Linked DNA regions of Mus musculus: region 2 is linked to region 1. Evidence: chromatin contacts called from public Hi-C data. All regions are on one chromosome and are shown on one strand. Each heading gives the region's core, a stretch centred on a gene start, on an enhancer-like site or on the middle of the called end of the contact. The rest is flanking DNA. Distances are from core to core; before and after follow the strand shown.

Region 1 (6,814 bases), core at 259-2,758:
GACTGACAGACACACAGAGAGAAAGACAGACACACAGAGACAGACTGACAGACACAGAGAAGCAGAGCGAGTATACACGCAAGCCCAGTTGCTAGGATTCCTGTTGCTGGCGATCACGTCCCAGATCACCTGCTCTACTACTGTGTGGCTTTTGGCATTTTTACCCTCTCTGAGCCTGGATCTCGTGTTTGTCAAGTGAAAATAACAGTCACACATCTGCTAAGATTCCTTCTGATGTACATATAGATTTTATAGCCTTGGAAAGACACAAATACTCGTAACAGCATCTGGCACACAGCAAGTGCTGAGTAATGTCTCTACTGTTAGGGGCCTCATCAGGTTGTGTTCAAAGGACTTATAAATCCCTCTCGGTTTATAAATCCTGCTTTCCATGGAGGTAGAGAGAGGCAGAGTTTGCTTTAGGTCTCTCAGAAAAGTGTTTTGTTTAAGTTTCATCTCTTGCATGTAATTTCCTAAGTGAATGGTTAGGTTTTTATAGAGATGTTTAAGTGGAATATTGCCTTCCTTCTATTCTGTAAGTGGTCTTTGCTGGCATGGAGCCTTTCCTGTTGGGGCTGACTTAGTTTAGTTTTGGTGTGTAAGCGTGTGATGTACATTTGAGTGGTGTATCTTTGTGAGTGTGTGGGAGGGGGGCAAGTGTCCTGCTGTCTGTGGAGGCCAGGGGAGGACATCAGGTGTCGTGCTGTGTCACTCTCTACCTTATTGCCTTGTGACAAGTACTTACAATGAAGCTGGAGTGAGGCTGGCAGTCAGTGACACAGCAGCGATCCTATCTCTGCCCATCCTCCAACCCCTACTCCACTCCTGGGGTCACAGATGTGTGTGGCCATGCCTGGCTTTTTATTTGAGTTCTGGGGATCCAAACTTACATTCTCATGCTTGCATCCCTTGAATTCTCACGCACTGAGCCACCTCGGCTCTGTCATTGGTATTTTAATAGAGGTGTCTAAACAGACCCTTGGTACTTAGCGTGCTTTAGTTCTGCAAGGCTTCGTTCTAAGTCCGACAGGGTTAAGGTGCTAAAACAGGCAGACAAACAAAAACGACTTTGTTGTTAGTTTGGAAATGGGGTTGCTGTGTGCCATCCAGCTAGCCCAGCACTCTCGTGTAGCCCAGGCTGGCTTGGAATTTGCTGTGTAGCCCAGGCTGTAAACTTGGTGCATTCTTGCCACAGCCTTTCAGGACCTGGGATTCCTGGGTTAACATTGCTAAGCCTGCACAAATCCCGTTTTACAAAGATAGGAATTAAACATACTGAGGAAGCATGTGTGCTTTGGATCCCATCCTACCTTGGGTTTATTTTAACCCACTGCTGCTGTAGGCTAGGAGAGCTGGCGAGTTGTCCTTGGTAATTGGCCACTTTCTTTGCATTTGATTTTCCTTCTTTCTTTCTTTTTTTTTTTTTTTTTAAGTTGGTAGCTTTCCAAGACTCCAATTATATTACTCACAGTTTACTGCTTTTGTGTGCACTTCAGTCTTTTTTTGCCCTGGCTTCCTTGATTTGATCAGAACTTTCAGGAAGACTTTAAAACAACAGGATAGACAGCCTTCTGTGAGTTTTACTCGGACGTCTCTTTTATTTTTAGAAGTGTGTGTGTGTGTTTGTGTGTGTGTGTGTGTCTGTGCACAAGAGTACAGGTGCCCATAGAGGCCGGAAGAGAGGGACAGAGCCCTGGGAGCTGGGATTCCAGGTGATTCTGAGCTGTTCAGCATAGATGCTGGGAACTGAATTCAAGTCTCTGCAAGAGCAGACTGAGCTCTTAACTGCTGAACATCTATCTCTCCAGCCCAGCTCTATCTATTCTTCAATTTGATGTGGAAACCTGACAGCTATTTCAAGGGAATTTAGAAATGCCCTGTCTTTTCTTGCCTGGTAAAATGCCTTTCTAAAGAACTAAGTAGATAGGAATGAAATGCTTTTGATGTGCCTGACAGATGCTCTTTAGTATAGATTTCTAAGTTTGCTCCATGAAAGATCTCACATGTGCAGGGTGCTGTAGCATTCAGGAACATGGCCACCACAGGTCCCAGGAAATAGAGGCAGAAGTCCAGGGTTGTACTTGGCTAGCCTGGGCTGCAGGAGACTTGCTTTAAAAAAAAATTACTCTTGTGTTTTTTTTTTTCTTGTTATAAATTATACTTTTCTTTTCCCCAAACACAGAAGTGGGGAGCTTGGTGTCCCTTCTTTCACTTCATTATTTTGAGCCCTGCTCACTAAAGCTCCTGAGAACTTGCATTTGTTACCCAGGTCTGGCCTCCCATCAAGGGCAAAATGTTAGCCTTTGATTTTAAACTATCTGTAGTAATCTATAACGCCCTTGAGTCTTACTTGTTTATTTCAGGCCCAGGAAGGTTGCGACGTCTTGGGTTGTCCATCTTTCAGAGTCTTTAATGACTGCCATCTTAATGCTTTCTGAAAAACAAACAAACAAACAAACAAACAACAACAAAAAATGCGCCAATTTGGATTCTTTGGTAGATGTTGGTTAGACCATGCATGCACATGGTTTTCCTGTTAACAAGAGATGCCAGTGATTATAAATGACAAGAAAGCTGGAGAGAGTCGGGCATGGTGGTGCATGCCTTTAATCCCAGCACTCGGGAGGCAGAGGCAGGCGGATTTCTGAGTTGGAGGCCAACCTGGTCTACAAAATGAGTTCCAAGACAGCCAGGGCTATACAGAGAAACCCTGTCTTGAAAAACAACAACAACAACAACAACAAAAAAACCAAAAAAAAAAAAAAAAAAAGTCGGAGAGAAAAGAATGATAATCCATATTGTTCACAGTCCACGTGATTCTTGTGTGAACTTGAAAAGCTTGAAAAGGTTATTTGAGTTAATGTTCCATCATCTAATATGATTTAATCACCTTATTTCATTAGAATGTATCTGTTTACTGATCACATCTCAGTTTGACATTTTCCTACATGTCTATAATGACTTCCAGTCATTTTACCTTCCGTTTCCCTCTTTTGTCCTGCTCCACCCAGAATCCTCTTATTCCTAACAGGTTTTTTTTTTTGTTTTTGTGACCTGGAAAAAATATTTTTTAAAGTGTGTGTATGCACACACACATATGCAGGTGACCATGGAGACCAGAAGACCATGTCACATCCCCTAGAGCTCGTGTTACCGGTGGTTGTGAGCTACCTGATGTGGGTGCTGGGAACTGAGCTCAGGTCCTCTGCAAGGGCATTCAGTGCTCTGAACTGCTGAGCCATCTCTCCATCACATAATGAGTTTAATGACAGTTTCTAACCCTACCACGGGAGAGAGGTTATTCACAGGAGCACGGGTAGTTTACCAGTGGTGGCGCCCATGGGGGGACTTTATTTCTCTTTAATAATCATTTTACTTTATTTGTTTAGTGTATATGTGTGTGAATATATGAGTGCCTCTGCATGTATGAATACTTGTGTATATGTGTGAGTATGTGTGTTTGTCTGTGTATCTGTATGTGTGCATGTGTGTGCACCTGTGTGTATGTATGTGCATGCACATACAGGTAAAGGGACAACTTGCAGGAATTGGTTCTCACCAGTCACCATGTGGGTCCCAGAATTTGAACTCAGGTTATGAGGATTTTCAGCAAGTACCTTTACTGAGCCCTCTCACTACCCCCTTGCTCATACTGAAGCCTGTTCAGTGTGTGTGTGTGTGTGTGTGTGTGTGTGTGTGTGTGTGTGTGTGTGTTTGTTTGTGTTGGGCAGCCATTTGGTGACTGGAATGGTTCTAGATCCTGGCTGTAAGGGTGAGGGTGTGGGGAGCACATGTACTAACAACTTGTGCCTTCTGTAAGGTGTGTGAGAATCTGATCATCACTGACTGTCACTTTAGGGACTGCAAAGATAGAAGGCTTCGTGGGTGAGAGCAGTGGTGTTCTTCCAGAGGCCCTGGGTTCCATGCTCAGCACCATGTTACAAGGTGGGAGTCTGCTGCCTTCTGTTGGCCTCAGAAGGCAGTGTGCTCCTGTACACAAACACACACAGAGGCACAGACACATCCATATACATGGAATGAAAGATAAAATCACTCAGAGTCTCGTGCTCTACCAGTTGAGCTAGCTGAGCAACCCATTTTTTTTTTTTTAAAGTAACTTCGGTTTGTAGACGTCCATAGGGGCTTCACCTGACCTGCGTTCTCTGTGGCTTAAGGGTGCTGGCCAGTGTTCTTGGGTCAATCTGTGACTTATCCTCAGGCTAAAGCCAAGTTGTTTTCCCTCTGTTCCAGCAACAACGAACGGTCTACAGACTGACGCTTGTGAAGTGTTGGAACGTGGATGAACTCCAGGCCTACGCTGAGCTGGTGTCCTTGGGGAACCCCGACTTCATCGAGGTCAAGGTGAGCTCTGCTGCCTGGTGGTGGGCATTCTGCAGCAGAGGGCAGCTGACTGAGGGCTGGGGGGGGAGGGGGAAGCTTGCAGAGTTTCTGGGTATTTGGATCATAGACTCACCAGGAAGCTGGCTCTGTCCTGGGCATCAGACACAGCACTGCAGGAGACTGAGCCATTGGTCTTCGGGGCTGGAGAGATGGCTCAGTGTTTAGGGACAGTTGCTGCATTCCCAAAGGACCCAGCTCAAGGGGACCCAGCTGAGGGCACTGCACACAGACACACACAATATTTTTTGAATCTTTCTTTTTTTTAGAGTGAGAAATAAGTTTAATTATCGGACCGGTCAGTTTATAAAAATCAACCATTTCATTGATTTATTTTACAGTACATCACTGCCACATACAGCATGGTCAGTTTAGACTGACATTTTAGATATTTGGTATTGAGATTAAAAAAAAAAATCTTTGTTTTTCCTAAGATGAGAGGTAGACAACACAAGATGAGCTGTTTTGTGTAGTTCCACTAAACTGAGAAAGCAGTGCTGGGGTGAGCAATTAGATTCTAGGAGACATTTCAAACCTCCAGGCATGGGTGGTAGGTCTAATGAGTCCTGTCCACCTGCCACCTTCAGTGGACCAGGCTGGGGCAGGTCTGGTTTCAACCCAACTGCCATCCACTGTCTCTGCCCTTATCCCTGATTATTTTACCCTAAGCTATGTAAGTTAAAAGGTGAGTTCTTTCTTCCTTCCTTCCTTCTTTCCTTCCTTCCTTCCTTCCTTCCTTCCTTCCATATATCCGTCCATCCATCCATCCATCCATCCATCCACTTTTTGTTTGTTTTTGAGATAGGGTCTTGTTCTGTAGTACAGGCTAGCCTGGGACTCACTGTTTAGCCCAGACTTGTGGGCCAGTTAGCTTGGCATACACAGAGGCAAACAACGAGGCCCTTTCTTAAGCAAGGTGGAAAGCAAGGACTGACACCCATCCCACCACCACACAAACAAAAAGATTGAAAAAAAAATAGTACCCAGTGGCTATGCATAGTGGTAGAGGCCTGTAATCCCAGCACTCAGGGTCACAAGTTCAAACTCATCCTTGATTACTCTATGAGTTTGAGGTAAGCCTGGGCTATATAAGACATTTTCTCAAACATTTAAAAAAAAAGAGTAAAGGAAAAGGAAAACATGCACACCACGCACGCATACACACACACACACGCACACGCACTCTATATGTATGTATGTATGTATGTATGTATGTATGTGTATATATATGATACTTTTTTATATATTTATTTTTATTAGATATTTTCTTTATTTACATTTCAAATGCTATCCCGAAAGTTCCCCATACCCTCCCTCCGCCCTGCTCCCTTACCCACCACTCCTGCTTCTTGTCCCTGCTTCTTGTCCCTGGCGTTCCCCTGTACTGGGGCATATGAAGTTTGCAATACCAAGGGGCCTCTCTTCCCAGTGATGGCCGGCTAGGCCATCTTCTGCTACATATGCGGCTAGAGAAATGAGCTCTGGGGGTACTGGTTAGTTTATATTGTTGTTCCACCTATAGGGTTGCAGACCCCTTTAGCTCCTTGGGTGCTTTCTCTAGCTTCTCCATTGGGGGTCCTGTGCTCCATCTTATAGATGACTGTGAGCATCCACTTCTGCATTTGCCAGGCACTGGCATAGCCTCATACGAGACAGCTATAACAGGGTCCCTTCAGCAAAATCTTTCTGGCTATATATGATACTTTTACATATTTAAGTACAAGTTCATAGAGGCCACTGTTTTGGGGTTAAGCCAGGGCTGGAAGTGACAGTTTGGAACTCTGCCTGTAAGGTAGAGTATGGATGGGCTCTCTGGGGACCAAAGAGCATCCACAAGATGGGTGACTGGTAGGAGGAAGTCCTCATCTTTAGAAGCCAGCTCTTGCCTTCTCAGTGTGGAGTCTCAGGAGTGCTGGGAAGCAGCATTTCACTGCTTTAGAGATAGATGCTCTGCAGGAGGGGCAGGGGGTGGGCTCTCTGCAGGAGGGGCAGGGTTCGAGGGGAGCAGGAGGTAGGCACCCAGGGCCCCTGCTCAGCTCTTTGTAGTGGGGGGGGCGGCGGGAGGTAAGCACTCTGTAGGAGGGGCAGGGTGGGGGCAGAAGGGGGGAGCAGGAGATGCACACCCAGGGCTCCTGCTCTCTGAGCCATTATCATTTTATCTCTGGTCAGGCTAAAGACACTCTTTGATTTTAAAATTGCTCTTAAGTTCAAAAGGTTTCTCTTGGCAGAAGTTTTAATGACGCACAAATATAAACTGTCTGAAAATATATGTCCCTGTTCAGGGAAAGCTCGCCAACAGCAGAGATTAGTGGTGTTTTAATTTATGGTTTAGCTATTAAAAATGTTGCCACAAATTATATGGTAGTAAAATGTCTGTTTTTATTGTGCTTGGCTGGGTCACAGGCACCCTTCTCGC
Region 2 (6,215 bases), core at 1,217-3,716, 130 kb after region 1:
TGCTTTGTAAGAAAGCCCAATAATGTCACTGGTTCCTGGGGTGAATTCTGGGGGAATTGTTTTATCAAGGGGGACATTATGAAGAGGGGGCAGATGTGCCCAGGGTAAGAATTCTCACAACATAGTGACAAAGGCCCATGTTTGTTGAAGCTTACTGTAGGCTTGGAGCTGAGTGACCCCAGGATACTGCTATTTCACAGGGTGGTATTTAATCTTTACAAAGGGGGTGGATGTCAGTATTGTTCCCATTTGGCAGATGAGGACGGCAAGATTCAGGCAGAACAAATAATTTGTCCATAGGCAGGGGGTAGAGGGGGCAGAGTGAGAAGTTTTGAACACACTGGTCATGTGGCTCAATCTTCACTCTCTCACCCACCCCCCGCCCTGGAACTCCCTGTGTGTGGATAGCCTTGCTGTCTTGCCAGTGAGTTTTGCTGGTCTGTAAGTCCATCCTGAAAGAGAATTTCTTAAAAGGCCTACAGACTGTTAGAAGACACTGCTTTCAGCTGGGAATGATGATCCGTACCGGCCACTCTGGAAGCCAGGAGGCTGAGGCGGGGTGACCCTGGGAGTTCAGGGCTGGACTAAATAGGGAGACACTCTCAAAGGAGTGTTCTCAGGTCCAGGGGGTACCTGACTTCTAACCCAGGAATCCATGCCAAAAAACTGGGTGGGTACCCCTTACACACTTGTACTGCCAGTGCTGGGGAGGTAGAGGCAGGGACTCCCAGAGTGTTTTGGCCAATCAGTGTGTAGCCTACAAGTCAAAAATGGCAAGAACCCATTTCAAAAAAGAAACAGGGCGCATGGTGACTGAGAATATCCAGAGTCCTCTAGCCTCCACATGTGCACCCATACACCCTCACACAAAAGAATGTGATTCTTACCCAAATATATACTGAGATTTCCCCCTCCCCACTGTATTTATCTACCTGACATTCTCCCCCCCCCCCCCCCCCCGACCACCAAGCTCAGGCTGTCCTGGAAACTCACTGATTCCAGATAATCCTGTCTCTACCTCCTCAGTGCTTCGAGGTCAGGTGTGCCCCACCACACCTGATTCATTTCTCACTCTTTATGGCAACCCCTTCCACACACATCTGTGAAACGAACACACACAGCTCACCTGGTGACCCAAGAAGCCTCTAAGACAATTTGAGAGGGAAGGCTGGGACATGAAAAGATAGGACTATCGTGGGCTAAGAAAATTTAAATGTCAAAGGTGTGCCAACAGTAGCAAGTGTGCCGGGACTCAAGAAACCCTGCAGCTCAGGCGGCAGGCCAGGAGGCACAGACAGGGAGGGGACCCTGATTAACTTGGATGACTGGCTGCCAGTGCCCAAACTCCCTTGGCAGCAGGACCAGCCAACGGAGAGGTGGTGGCTGAGCTTTTTGGAAGAAACGCTAAAGATGACTTTCCACGGGTTGTTCCTGATTGGAGCAAGAAATGTCTCCACATCTTTGATGCTGACAGTGTAGGCTGCTGAGATTCATGGTCCTCATAGGGAGATAAGACCCTGGAAGCTCGGATAAAAGGGAGATACCAGAAAAGCTAGTGCCAACCAGGTGGGTTGTTCTCTCTCCGGCTCACCCTATCAGGAGCAGGAAGGGGTTATGAGAGCCCTCTGGGGGCTGGGGGCGGGGGTAGGTGACTATTACTTTGATCTTTTTCTTGATAAGACTACCCTTGGTAGCAAGATGTATCCTGTTAGCAGCTGGACACTTGAACGGCAGTCAGATGGTCCCCCAGAAAGCTAAGTGGTGACTCTAAGCTAATTGTTGCCCTTCAAGTGTGAGTCAAGGGAGACCAGGATTCTCTCTGGGTGTAGACTTGGGAAGTCAGCCCCAGGTTAGGCTGCAAACAATCTGTGAAGTTTCCACCCCACACCTTGTGTCAAGGTAGGTACCCATTCTTTCTTATGGAATCTATACTATGACCTTGGTAGAAGTGGGGACGGGCCACATGTTCTGGGGCTCTAGGGACGCGGGATGAGAGGTGGGTGTGTGTGCTTATGCCCTTCGTAGACATAGCGAAGGGATGGCTCACAGCATTTTGCTCTCACCCTGGTTTTGACTACCAGCCTTTCCGTCGACACCTCCTCCTCCCCCATGGCATTTGGGGACTCAGGTGTAACCGTGGGCATCGGGCATCCGGGAAGAAGGAGTTAAGGTAGGGGTGGGCGTGCTTGGGTTGGGGCTGAGGTGTTTAATAGAGAGAAGCAAGCAATTGGCGAATGTGAACGTGGGCAGCTTCTCTGGGGAGGAGAGGAAAGAGGGCCGGCTGCTAAGCTGCAGCTCGCCCCCCGCGTGTGTCTGCCTGTGTGTGCAGCGTGCATGTGTGTGAGAGAGCGAGTGAGCGAGCGAGCGAGTGAGTGAGTGTGAGTGCGCGCGCACCGAGGCGTTCCTCAGGTTGCGCTGCCTGGAAACGGAGGGAGCCATTGGAGAGGCTTTGGGGGTGGGGGTGGGGGTGGGAGGTCCCCAATCCTGGGAGAAAAGAGAAGAGAGACTGGGGTGGCCAAGCCAGTCCAGCAACCAGGCTCCAGCCTCGGTGGGGGGAAGAAGCCAAGAGTGGTAGGGGGATCTCCTTGCTAGAGACCGCTAGGCTTCTTCATCTGGAGGAACCGGGGAGGCACTGGGGAGGAGGCCGGAGCTGCATGGAGTTTCTGGGGCGCGCAACTCCGGCGGGGCCTCGGCCACTGGGCTCCCGGGCGCAGCGAGGAGGCAGCCGCGCACATGGGCTAAGCCCGCGCGGCCAGCGGGCGCGGGAGGGGTAGAGGCGAGAGCGGTGCAGGGGGTGCGGGGCGCACGTTCCCCCAGACGGGAGGCGAGGACAAGGACAGGGGAGAAAGGAGCAGCCTAGATCATCGCGGGCTCTGCAAAGCCCAGCTGTGAGACTCAAGGGAAAGGCAAGACTCGCGCCGCGCCGGGCTCCCGGGTGCCGCTGGGTTGGGCAAAGCGGCCTCTCAACCAGAGTGGGGGCACGCCGTGGGAGCCGGCTACGGAGAGGAAGGATGCCCGCGCGGGGACGCGTGTGAGCGCCAGCTTGAGCGCTCTGTTTCGCGTCGCCCCCTCCCTGCGGGCCTCGGAGGAGGTGCCTGGGCTGCCGGGCAGCGGAGCTCCGGCTCCAGGAGAGGTGAGTGATGCTCTCTCCCAGTCTTTATCCTGCATCCTCCCTGCATCGTTGCCTCCCTCGCTGCTTCAATGGTCCCTTCCCCGGATGCCCCTATCCTAGCGAGTCTCGGAGTGGGCGGGTGTGCTGCCCACAAGCGCCTCCCGGACCTGTTGGCCCCGCTCTTAGCACCCCATCTCTCGGGGCCGGGGTGTCACCCGAGCCATCCTGATCTCTCTTCATGCTTAGGGTGGGTGAGGAACGCTGGAATTGCAGAAGGGCCTGGGTACACTCGTGGGAATCCCGGGACTGTGCCCAGCTCGTGGAGTCTTGGGTGCTAGTGGCCATCGGGCTGCGCGCCCCCGGGGACACCCAGGTTGTGGGAAAAGGGAGCTTTGGGTGTCGGGGATCCGATCCGCATCGCAGCCTAAGTGGGAGTCCTTGGTGGCATTCTGGTCTCCGGGAAGCTGGAGTCATGGCGATCTATCTAGGGAGGTGGGAGGTATGGATCACTCCATCTCCATCTTCCCACCCCGATGCTCGCTTCCTTGGGGGAGGATCGGTGGTCTTGGAGCACATGGGGTGACCCTAGAGGCCTCAGGCAGTCCCACCGGGACCTCTGGGTGGCAAGCTTTGGAACTAATCCAGATCGAGGGCAGAGGTAGACACTCCGCCTCTCTAGCGCAAGCCAGGTTTGCCTGGGTGCCCAGCTTCCCCAGACCAGCGCTTCAGGGAGTGAACTTCCTCAGACTTGGTCTGAGGGCGCCTGGGCAGCAGCAGGTAGTTCTAGTCTTGCCTCAGGGAGAACCCGAGGATACTTTGATCCACAAGCAGATGGTGCTAAGCCAGGACTGAGCGCTGCGGTTTGATTCCACAGTGCAGGACACGTGCATCTTCGGCCCCCATCCCAGTGTTTCTTCTCCAAGCTGTTCCTTTGCCCGAGGAGTTTGTGAGAGATCCCATTTGCGCCTCATTCCTTACCTCCAGGGGTAGCTGTGCCTGCATGCAGTTCCTTAGGTGCCAAGACTGGGGCGCCATCCCTAGGCCCCAGACTATTCTTTTTTATTGTTTTTACATAAAAAGGAGACATTCCTGGGTCCACAATATAGCAGCCAAGAGTCGGTAGCGTGTGACTGTGAAGTCTGATAAATTGTGTTCTTAACTACGTTCTGCAGTGGCACAGTGCAGTCTGAACTGCAGAGTTACCAAGACCAGGAGAGACAACGGGGCACTGTTCTAACCCTATGCTTTTGTGCACGTGGAGGGACTCGTGTTCTGCATCGAACTGCTGTCTCCCAGTCTCAAAGATCAACTTTAAACACACATACACACACACACACACACACACACACACACACACACCCCGGAGCTAAGCATAGGTTGTGAAGCTGCTTCGTGTGAATTGTCTTACAGGGTGGGGTGCAAGACATGCTGTCCACAGAGCACCACTCCGGCTGTCCTTGGGGTTGTTGGAGGTGGTGATTTAACATTTTAATTAATTAATTAACTAACTAATTAATTAATGCAAGGTGGGCATCAGTGATATGGTAACAATCAATGTGAGTTGTTATTGTTATTTATTAGTTTCTTACTTATTTGGTGTGTGTGTGTGTGTGTGTGTGTGTGTGTGTGTGTTGGAGGCCAGAGGCATAGAATCTCCCTGAAGCTGGAGTTACAGTGTAAGTAAGTAAGCCACCTGACATGGGCCCTGGGAACCAAACTCAGTTCCTCTCTGCAAGAGCAGCAAGCACTCTTGACCACTGAACCATCTTTTTCCCCCCTGATTTTATTTATTTTATTTTCTCTTTGGCATTACTGGGGATGACACCCAATGTTGGGTATCCGTTTCCTCGGAGTGCTCCACCACTGAGTGAAGTCCCCACTTCCTACCGTTGGCTTGTACTCACTAATTCTGCACTGTGAGGTGTTGGCTGAAGTCTTAGGTGACCCTTTAGATCTCTCCTGGGCTGGCAGCTCCCTTGCTGTGACTCGTTTAGCATCCTCCCATGGTGCTCAGGTCATGGAGACTGTTCATTACTTCTTTGAGCAGTGCACGGGGTCCTGGCAGATACCCAAGGCTAGTCATGAGCTGGGTGGCTTCTGAAAGGTGGCCTTTTCAGAGTCAGTTGAAGCTTGTGTGGTTTAATCGAAGCAGCTGGGGGGCACCTTTCGAATTGTTTTAGGATTGTTCACTAAAATGCCACCTCTTTTCCAATCCTGAAAGTGACAGTTGCCACCAACCCAGCCTTCACTGACAGTGTGGCATAGAGTCATTTGTAGAAAGAGAATAAGTAGCCAGGGATGGTGGCTAAGGTCTGTGACCTCAGCACCTATGATGCTGAGGCAGGAGGATTGAGGCTAGGCTGGGCTGCATTGTGAGACTCTCTCTCTCAATCAATCAATCAATCAGTCAGCCAGTCACATAGATCCTATCTCAAAACAAATGAACCAACAACAAAATAATTTAATTCAGCTGGTATCACTGAGAAAACTCACAGTTAAGTCCTAATGGGAATCCTTGAACCCCTTTCCTCTTGGTAGATAAGGGTGGGCAGCCGGACAGGGTAGAAGGTATCTGCCGGCCCTTCCCTCCCTCCCTCCCTCCCTCCCTCCCTCCCTCCCTCCCTCCCTCCCTCCCTTCCCTCCCTCCTCTTCTTTCTTTCTTTCTTTCTTTCTTTCTTTCTTTCTTTCTTTCTTTCTTTCTTTCTCTCTCTGTATTTTTGTGTGTGCAGGTGTAAGTGTATTTGTGCACAGGTGTGGAGACCCGAGGTCAGTCTTGTCTGTCATTGATCAGGTGCTGTCTGTCTTGGATTTTTTAAAAAAAAAATTCTTAACATTTATTGTTTATTATTATGTTATTGGTGTATATGTGTGTGTGCATGTGTGTGTAGGTGTATGTATATGTGTGAATGTGTGCGCTCATCCCTAGTGCTTGCTAGGTATGTGAGGCTGGCTTATGAAGCCCTAGGGATCCTCTAGTCTCTGCCTGAAGCCCCAGAGATCCTCCAGGCTCTGCCTCCCCATCCCTGGGATTATAAGTGTGTGCTGCCACGCCTGGCTCAAGCTCATAGCCTCATCTTTGTGCAGTAAGCCGTTTACAGACAAA

The links. A called contact is a pair of places that touch in the nucleus more often than the background predicts.
Region 2: a contact with region 1 is called in a Hi-C map of cortical neurons, with 2.8 times the contacts expected there. The contact joins the promoter of Caln1 here to the enhancer-like site in region 1. A contact is called at or near these places in 2 of 484 Hi-C or Micro-C datasets (cerebral cortex and cortical neurons), 3 of 115 datasets of contacts at active chromatin or transcription factors (embryonic forebrain, embryonic stem cells and forebrain) and 2 of 9 other capture datasets (adipose tissue and pancreatic islet).

The regions. Positions count from the first base shown.
Region 1 is chr5:130,321,348-130,328,161 of GRCm38.p6, forward strand. Tyw1 (tRNA-yW synthesizing protein 1 homolog (S. cerevisiae)) reads left to right here. Exons shown (of 16, transcript NM_001015876.2): 14 at 4,252-4,362. Among named protein-coding and RNA genes, the nearest start is that of Gm40336, 54 kb to the right of the region's middle. Within about 2 kb of position 1,509, at least 4 of the 459 cell types and tissues checked have an H3K27ac peak or open chromatin away from gene starts, as enhancers often do. A contact at or near this core is called in cortical neurons, where this site is marked.
Region 2 is chr5:130,446,326-130,452,540 of GRCm38.p6, forward strand. Caln1 (calneuron 1) reads left to right here and starts at 2,467. Exons shown (of 6, transcript NM_021371.2): 1 at 2,467-3,133.